Regions from separate parts of the Mus musculus genome. Here regions 1 and 3 are each linked to region 2. Evidence: chromatin contacts called from public Hi-C data. All regions are on one chromosome and are shown on one strand. Each heading gives the region's core, a stretch centred on a gene start, on an enhancer-like site or on the middle of the called end of the contact. The rest is flanking DNA. Distances are from core to core; before and after follow the strand shown. Region 1 overlaps Vps13b (vacuolar protein sorting 13B). Region 2 overlaps Vps13b (vacuolar protein sorting 13B). Region 3 overlaps Vps13b (vacuolar protein sorting 13B).

What was found. A called contact is a pair of places that touch in the nucleus more often than the background predicts.
Region 1: a contact with region 2 is called in a Hi-C map of uterus. The contact joins two enhancer-like sites. A contact is called at or near these places in 13 of 39 promoter capture datasets (the 3T3-L1 cell line, 3T3-L1-derived adipocytes, the HPC-7 cell line and 8 more), 9 of 484 Hi-C or Micro-C datasets (the HL-1 cell line, embryonic fibroblasts, large pre-B cells and 3 more) and 1 of 115 datasets of contacts at active chromatin or transcription factors (kidney).
Region 3: a contact with region 2 is called in a Hi-C map of uterus. The contact joins two enhancer-like sites. A contact is called at or near these places in 4 of 484 Hi-C or Micro-C datasets (Th1 cells, cranial neural crest and uterus) and 2 of 115 datasets of contacts at active chromatin or transcription factors (embryonic stem cells and fibro-adipogenic progenitors).

Annotation. Positions count from the first base shown.
Region 1 is chr15:35,672,454-35,675,292 of GRCm38.p6, reverse strand. It overlaps Vps13b (vacuolar protein sorting 13B), which reads right to left. Exons shown (of 62, transcript NM_177151.4): 33 at 341-484. Among named protein-coding and RNA genes, the nearest start is that of Mir875, 13 kb to the right of the region's middle. Within about 2 kb of position 1,257, at least 2 of the 459 cell types and tissues checked have an H3K27ac peak or open chromatin away from gene starts, as enhancers often do. A contact at or near this core is called in uterus, where this site is marked.
Region 2 is chr15:35,916,147-35,918,846 of GRCm38.p6, reverse strand. Vps13b (vacuolar protein sorting 13B) reads right to left here. Exons shown (of 62, transcript NM_177151.4): 58 at 1,630-1,800. Among named protein-coding and RNA genes, the nearest start is that of Cox6c, 21 kb to the left of the region's middle. Within about 2 kb of position 1,261, at least 55 of the 459 cell types and tissues checked have an H3K27ac peak or open chromatin away from gene starts, as enhancers often do. A contact at or near this core is called in uterus, where this site is marked.
Region 3 is chr15:35,739,789-35,742,488 of GRCm38.p6, reverse strand. The region is part of intron 34 of Vps13b (vacuolar protein sorting 13B); the gene reads right to left. Among named protein-coding and RNA genes, the nearest start is that of Mir875, 80 kb to the right of the region's middle. Within about 2 kb of position 1,353, at least 2 of the 459 cell types and tissues checked have an H3K27ac peak or open chromatin away from gene starts, as enhancers often do. A contact at or near this core is called in uterus, where this site is marked.

The sequences.
Region 1 (2,839 bases), core at 8-2,507, 240 kb after region 2:
TTCCTTGAGGATGCTACTACAGAATGCTAACAAAGTTAAAGGCCCTATCATGGGAAATAACTAAGTAATTGACAATGACACCAGGGTTCTCACAGCTCACTTTAGAAACAAACTCTTATTCCTAACATTTTCTTAAGTCAGTCTACAGTGATTTATTGAAGTTGCATGATAAGAGGAAAAGAGACTATACAAATTAAAAACATAAGACATCAATCTAAAACAGTTTATGGACATATTTTGGAAAAAGTTAATGCAGGCTAGTTAACAGAAAGCGTTTAGTTAAGTGTCCTTTATAAAGTTTGTAAAAACGCAATAAGAATAGACATCAGGTAATAGTTACCTCTGTAGCCTTGGTTGATGGCTCCAATCCAGTCATATTTGCTACTATTAACTGATGTAAGAGTTGAACCTGAGCCACACTTAGGAAGAAGTCCAGGTTTGTGGTTATGTTCACTTCCAAGGAATGGCCACACACTAAAATCTCCTAAAGAGGGGATGGGGCAGGGGGAATAGGATTAATAGAAAATTTAAAAACAATAGTCCTCAGATAGTTTATCATTGTTATTGGATGCTTACTACTTCCTAACTCTCCAGGGACTCAAGTACACGTATTAATGAGAAAAGCAAACCTCCCAAGCACAGCTGCAAACAGAGCTCAGTGGTGAATTCTCTACTAGGCTGTGTGCAAGATAGGTGTCAAGGAATAATAGGAAAGATTCCCCTTTTCAGATCCATTTGTTTTTATTTTCATACTTTGAACTACTGGTATTGTTTTATATGTAATTAGTGATATAATTTCGCAGGAAATGTACTAACAGCTACTGAGAATCTCTTATACAGCAAGCCCTACAGCAGAGTTCTGGGAACCCATCAGGAATACCTCGCTCTCCAAGATTACAGTGGCCTTCAAGGCCAACATCTGAAAACAGGATGCTAAAGGTAGGCAGTTAAAATTAGAAACACCATAATATAAACATTAGTCAAAGTCTACAATAAGTGATTTATAACAAAGTAAAAGGCTGAAGCAAAAGATATCGACACTAATTTCTCTTCTTTGCCAGAACCTTGGCAGCAAGAGGCAGATGTCGGTCACTTAATGGGAACTGTTCTTCATAACTGTGTCACTTGAACATTTACCACTAGAAATCACTGAGAGGAGGTGAACAAAAGAAAAAATGACACAGAGCTTCAGTTAATGAGCACAAATCCTGCCTCATACGGACAGTGTTCAAACGCCTCCAATTCCTCCTTACTCGTGTCATAAAAGAACAGACGTAAGGGTACTGTAGCTGGCCCAAATACGCACCAGACAGTTCAGAGCTGCTTTTAACAAAGCCATAAAGAACAGTATGTCTGGCATGATTATTTTTCTCATAAAATTTCTTTCACAAATTTCCTGTATTTATTATATTCATTTTATTTTCCAAGTCATGATGAAAAAGGAGAAGAAAATGATTTAGAAGTTTCTTCTCATTATAACGACTTAAAGTTATAAACATTTCTATAAAAATGATAGTTGTATTAGTGACATATGTCCTATAATTAGAGGATAAGCAATCCTAATCTAGTGCTGACCAGTATGAAAGGGAGTGGGTAGACTAAATAGCTTAAAAAGAAGTGACAAGGGTATGTTCTACTCCTGTTCCTCCTGTAAGGACCTGCTTGACAGTTTACTGTCTAGAACAGTGTGCAGGTGAACGGGAACACTTCTTCCACACAACTGAGAAAAGTACAAGGTAGCCAGCTGATAGGAAAACCAGTGAGCAAGGCAGCCAGCTGATAGGAAAACCAGTGAGCTGTAAGCCCAAGCTGTACACAGAGCATTCCATCTCCTGCTTCCTGAAAACGAGGAATTGTTACTAAAGCCTTCAAACCAAATTACCAGTTAATAAAGGTAGGAGAGAATTACATTAGCATTTTGAGATTTTATTTTCATTTCTTAACTTTGTGATGGCAAGTTCTTAAGAATGTAAGAAAGGAATATTTCTAGACAAGAAGTTCTTCATTCAAAGAGATTTTGTTTGTCTGTTTTGTTTCTTCTTGTTGTCGGTTATTTACTCATGTTTTATTTTGTGATAGTTTTGGTGGTCAAAGTCACAGCTACCCACATAGCAGGCAAGTACACTATGTGGGTACTACATGGCTAGACCCAATATTTAAATTTATTGAACCAAATATAAGAAGTTAAAACAAGAAGTTAAACAGTTTTCTAATGTGTTCATGTGAATCTTGCCTCATTTTCAGTTTGGGTGTATACCTCATAAGGTGTTGTGTAAAGTCTACACCAGTTGTGTTACTAAGAAACCAGCTATAAGACTTACTCCTTACACAACTTTTGGGGTTATAAAGAAACCAAACTAGCTCCTTCTCCTAGTCCTCCTCTCTCCTATAGGAACTTAGTCTCTTGGTGAAGACCCAGGGTCTCTTAGTTCTTCCCTGCTGCCCTTCTCAGCCTTTCTTTCCAGACCATCTCCATTCTTTGGTGACTCCTCCCATGTGACACCTGGACCTGCACCCTGCTGCAGCTGCAGGACCCCTTTACTCTCACCACTGAGGCTTCTTCTGGAAGACAGCAATCAACACAAAACCTCACAATTAGACAATGTTTAGTGAGTAAGAGACTTTGGCAAACTCATCCCCAAATGGGATGTCTTCATCAAACCCCTCCCCAGCTAAAGATTCTGGGATCTCTGAGGAACAGGAGGCGGGAAGATTCTAAGAGGTGGTGGAAGACATCAATGAAACAGCACCTTCCAACACAACAGGACTGATTCACAGGACAGAGCCTGTGACCACAGCCACAAGATGGAAAAGGGAAGTGGACACAATGGCTTGTCCC
Region 2 (2,700 bases), core at 12-2,511:
ATTTTAGCTTAAAATAATCCAAAGTCTCCAAATAACAAGCTTGTGCCCCCCAAGATAACTTTATTATTATTGATAACTACTTCTGGACAGAGTATCTTCATTGGACTAAACTTCCCCAAGAATGTGCCTGTGGTTGCTCAAATGCTACTCTTGAGTCAGGACAATGTTTAGTCTCTATGATTGCAGAATATAGCACTAATTAGTTTCGACTCTGTGTGTGCCCTGTGGCCCCTACCTGTTCATTGTTTCTAACAACTGTATTATCAGCTCCAGTTTATAAACAAATCCAGGATTAAAGAAGTTAAACACTTACCTAAGGTCACAAAGAATGGACTTGGGAAAAAAAAGAAAGAAAAACACCGAGCGTGGTGGCGCACACCTTTAATCCCAGCACTCGGGAGGCAGAGGCAGGTGGATCTCTGAGTTCGAGGCCAGCCTGGTCTACAAAGTGAGTTCCAGGGCAGCCAGGGCTACACAGAGAAACCCTGTCTCAAAAAACAAAAACAACAACAACAACAACAAAAAACAAACAAAGAAAGGACTTGGATAACCTATCTTGGAGTCCAGGGCCCTGAGGGACACAGTCTACCCACTGCCACACCGTCCTCCCCAAAGCAAGCAAGGGGACTGCTGGTTTACCTACTGGCCCCACTTTCCACTCATTATCAAATGACATACCCCACACCACAAACTGTTAGTGCTTAACTAGTCTCTGGCAAGTCAACCTGCACTTGTAACATTGTACCACTTCCTCCCACAGAGAAGTTCCTCTGTGCTGGTGAGGCTCTGCACTGCACAGACACCAGAACAAGGGAGGAGGAAACCTTTCAGGCTCATCTCTTCCACTCTGGCCTCTACACTTCCACGGTCACTTTGATCTCTACACTACATACTCCCTCAGATGCTAGAAAGGCAGGGTGCCAAGCAGTATAGTTTTAAATTCCTTTGAAAGCAAATAAACAAAAACACCCTTGAAAAATCCTGCTCTGTAAATTTCTAACTCTGAAGTTTTCTTTTTATAGATTTTCCCAAAGCAACTTATTTTCAAACACTTGATCCTTTGCAATACCCATGGAAATCTTCCCCTCTAACTATACCACCGGGCTGCTTGACAAACAATAATTGCTTGGAGATGGGCTGATCTGAAATAAAGAAATCCAAGGGGGTGGGGGAAGGAAGCTGGCTCCTGACTACAGTTTACACAGCACGTGCACACTGCTCAAGTGCTGCTCAAACAAAGCAAGCAGCCATGCTAAGGGGAAGTAGATGCTTTCCCAAGGTTGCTGGGAACTCACTTCTCAAAGTGCTTAGGGGTGTCCTGTGCCCTCGTCCTTTGCTTTGGAGATTGTATACCAAGACCCATGTTAAGTAGGGAAGATGGAGCACAGGTATTGTGTCTGGTAATCTCCTCCCCAGGCAGTCCTGAGGTAGCCCTGCTAAGGAGCAGCACCACACTGTAGAACTGCTCCTGCCCTAGTGCTCCTCAGATGCACTGCCAGGGACTGTTCCTTCATAGCTCAGTTCTATTTATGAAAGGTCGCGAACTCCACAACCACTCCCACGAGAAGCCACGTGGCCATCCCTGGAGCTTCCAAAGCTGAATGCAGACAGGAGTATCGAGTCTCTTACCGAGCAGGCTGATGCCCAGTCTGGACAGGCCCTGTCGCAGTCCTTCACCTAGGCTCTCAGGGAGCTGCCGCCGCCACTCCTCCTGCCGGTTGTAGTGCTCCTCGTCCAGCGAGAGCCGGCCCATATTCCGGGCCAGGCTGGTGGCCAAGTTGGTGATGGATGTCAAGGCACCTGCGGGCACAAGAGCATGGGCTGGTTCCCTTCAGGTGGCAGCCAGGGTTTGTGAGGTGGGATGAGAAGACATGCCAGCAGCACTGAGTGGCTAAGACCTTTGCACCTTGCCAATAATTTCTCAAGACTTGGGGGAAAGATTTTTGAAGTCCTCTATGGATCCAGTTTTAAGAGATTAAAGTCCGACCGCTGACTACATGCCTAGCCTACCTATGTTTCTGAGCTCATTTTACAGGTTATGTTTAAGGTTATACTCCTTAGTCCCAGGTAGATTGTCAAGAAATGTTTCCACTTTACAACTTGTGAATTCACTGTTCCCTTTTCTTCCTCTGGTCTCTTTTTTGTTTGTTTTTTCAAGACAGGGTTTCTCTGTATAGTCCTGGCTGTCCTGGAACTCACTTTGTAGACCAGGCTGGCCTTGAACTCAGAAATCCGCCTGCCTCTGCCTCCCAAGTACTGAGATTAAAGGCGTGTGTCACCACGCCCGGCCCTCCTCTGCTCTCTTATACAGGCTTACATCAGCTTTGAACTTGTGATCTTCCTCAGCAAGCGTGACCGCACCTGGTCATGACTTCAGTCTTAATAAAGGGAGAAAGTAAACTCTATCACTTGGTATTCTGAGGGAAAAACCCTATTTGCTATAGAAGATTTATGAAGTTTTGGTAATCTGGACATTGACTGATAGAAAAGTCAACAAAGGAACCCAGGCAATGATTCTGTTTGGTTTTCCTAAAAAAAGACAACTTCCCATGCTCCAACAGTCCCAACTGCTCCAGCAAGTACATATGGATCTCAGCAGCAAAACCAGAAGACACCAATAGAGAAGAAATGGCAGGTCCCACTTCTGAAGCTATCATTTTTACCTGTGGTCTGAACACATAAGATACCCAGACACACTCA
Region 3 (2,700 bases), core at 104-2,603, 180 kb after region 2:
ATCAGATGTAACATATGTAGTTCTCTACACTTTTACAGAAACATTTAAAAACGCATAGATTAATATTCAAGGAAGGTGACTCCATGATAATCTGAAGCAATAAAAATTCAGGGAAACCCAATACCCACTTCAAGGAAAATAAAATAATTTGTGACAGCACTATAAACACTGCCCAAAACACTCTGCCACTGCTACAAACAACAGAGAATATTCCATACACCACTATAGAAAGCCTCAAAGTACACTACTCAGTTAATAAATCAGAAAAACAGGAAATAGGTTTAGTAAATAAAAATATGATCCCCCTCTCACATACATAATGCTCCCTCTCTCTCCTCTCCTCAGATGGGGTTGTAGCATGAACTATTCAAGAACTTACTAGGTAGAGCAGACTGGCCTGATCAGCCTGCCTATGCTGGGATTAGCAGCACTCACAACACTGCACATCTGGCTATTTACCCTTTATCTATTTATTTATTTATTTGGAGATAATTGATTGATTGTGAGACAAGCTTAAGCACATGCCGATACAAGGAACTATAAGTTATTCAAGGACAGTGGACAAAGTTGGATTCTTTACCAAAGAAGTTCAAAAGGTAACAGGATTAGAAAAGGAATGCTAGTTCTGAAAATGTGTCTGCATGTTTTCCAGGCTGTGAAGGTTTACTGCAGTGCCTCTAAGGGCAGAAGGTGGCGGGTCTAGCCGTCTTAAACCCTGGCAAGAAACCAGCTCTGAGCAATCTCAGAGTCCTAAGTAGGCAGGGAGATAGATGTAAGCCAACGAAGCAGAGTAAGCGCAGAGCCAGAATTAGAAATTAAAGCAACTATAAAAATCTAGGAAATCTAGCTTAGGAAGCCAGCACTTTGGCAGCTACTTCTTAACAAAACATTTGTATAACTAGGTTTAAAAGTGTTCATGGACTTATAAGGTTGGCAGAATAAGTGAACTTATAAATATCAAAAGCATGTAACTTTAGAGTTGATGGCTACTGAGTGTAGAATAGGACTCATGCTATGTCCTCTCTGAGCCTTAGCAGAAAGGTATCTGTGAATTCTTGAGCAATGTCTAACTCTAAGTCAGATCATGCTCTAAGGACTGGACGACATGATGAAGAGGATGTCTAGACATACTGAGTGCTGTTGTCAATTTAGTTTCTCCTAAGTTCTATCATCAGGACTAGACACTGAGATGTGCATTACACATTCTTCAAGGTCCACATACCTGGGAAAGCAGTCGATGAACTAAGATTAAAGGAGCTTGTAAAGATCATATAAACACAGTGACAGTCAGAGACAGCTGTTGCACAGTGGAGGCTCCCCCAGGCTGATGCATATGTAGTGAGCACTTGGTTAATCAAGTACTGGAAGCTCTCAAATGATAAACTGCTGGAGTTCATGACTGCATTTAACTCGTGTTGCTAAGCTTAAGAAAACAGGGAAAGTTGTTCTTTATGAGAAGCCATTGGTGGGAAATGAGAGAAAGGTGACTAAGTGCTCACAGGCACATGTTTACTCATGATGAGAACTCACTTCAGAGAGGGACAAACTTGTAACATTTATTTTCCTTTTGAGAAAACTTGCAATAGAAAAATCTTTATTCTATCGTTCCAAAATATCCAAAGAGAACAATTCAGAAAACCTCCTTTTAATATCTATGAAAGTCTCAAAAGCCAGCCACAGGTTAATCAGAACCCAATGTTGAACAGGAGGCTTGTCTGTGCTGGAAGATGGCTTTGCATTCCTTCAAAGAAACTCTTATTTCCTTAGTTTACTGGAAATGTTTCCACTGAAGCTGACGACAGCCATCTTGAAAAACACTGGTGTTATTTTTAATTGCTAATAGTCATGATAAATATATTTTTGGTTAATATTTGGATTGCATAAAATATGACATAAGACAATTCAAAAGAGACGTAGAAATAAATATCCAAAAGTTCTTTGAAATCTGTTACTTATAAAGAATGTGTTTGCCAAGCTCACATGAACCGCTGAATACCATTTTAAAAGCTTTATTGGTTATTCTGCTTTGTCCTCCCAGAGGATGGAAGGTTTATTTCTATCATAACACAGTTGAATTTTTACATAGGTCTTAAGAGGAAACATGTTTCTTTTTGCCACAGATCTTGGTGTTGTTTCCTCCTTTGAGAATGACATGGCATTGAACAGATGATGAGTACTGTACATAGGCACTTTGAAATGCTACTCATCAGAGATGAAAACTTAACACTTCTATCCACCCACCCACCCACCTACTTCTTACTTACTTACTTTTTTCTCTCTATTTTTTTATTAGATATTTTCTTTTTGTTGTTGTTTTGTTTTATTTTGTTTTTCTGGTTTTTAGAGACAGGGTTTCTCTGTGTAGCTCTGGCTGTCCTAGAACTCACTCTGTAGACCAGACTGGCCTCGAACTCAGAAATCCACCTGCCTCTGCCTCCCAAGTGCTGGGATTAAAGATGCCCAGCTTATTTTCTTTATTTACATTTCAAATGTTATCTCCCTTTCCTGGTTTCTCCTCTGAAAACTCCTATCTCTTCCTCTCTCCCCCAACTTACCAACCCACCTACTCTCACTTCTTTATTTGTGTGCATGCATGCCTATGGATGCTGAAAGAAGGCACTGGACCTCACAGAGCTGTAGTTACAGCTGTCTAATGTGGGTGCTGGAAACAGAACCCTGGCCCTCTGAAAGAGCATCAAG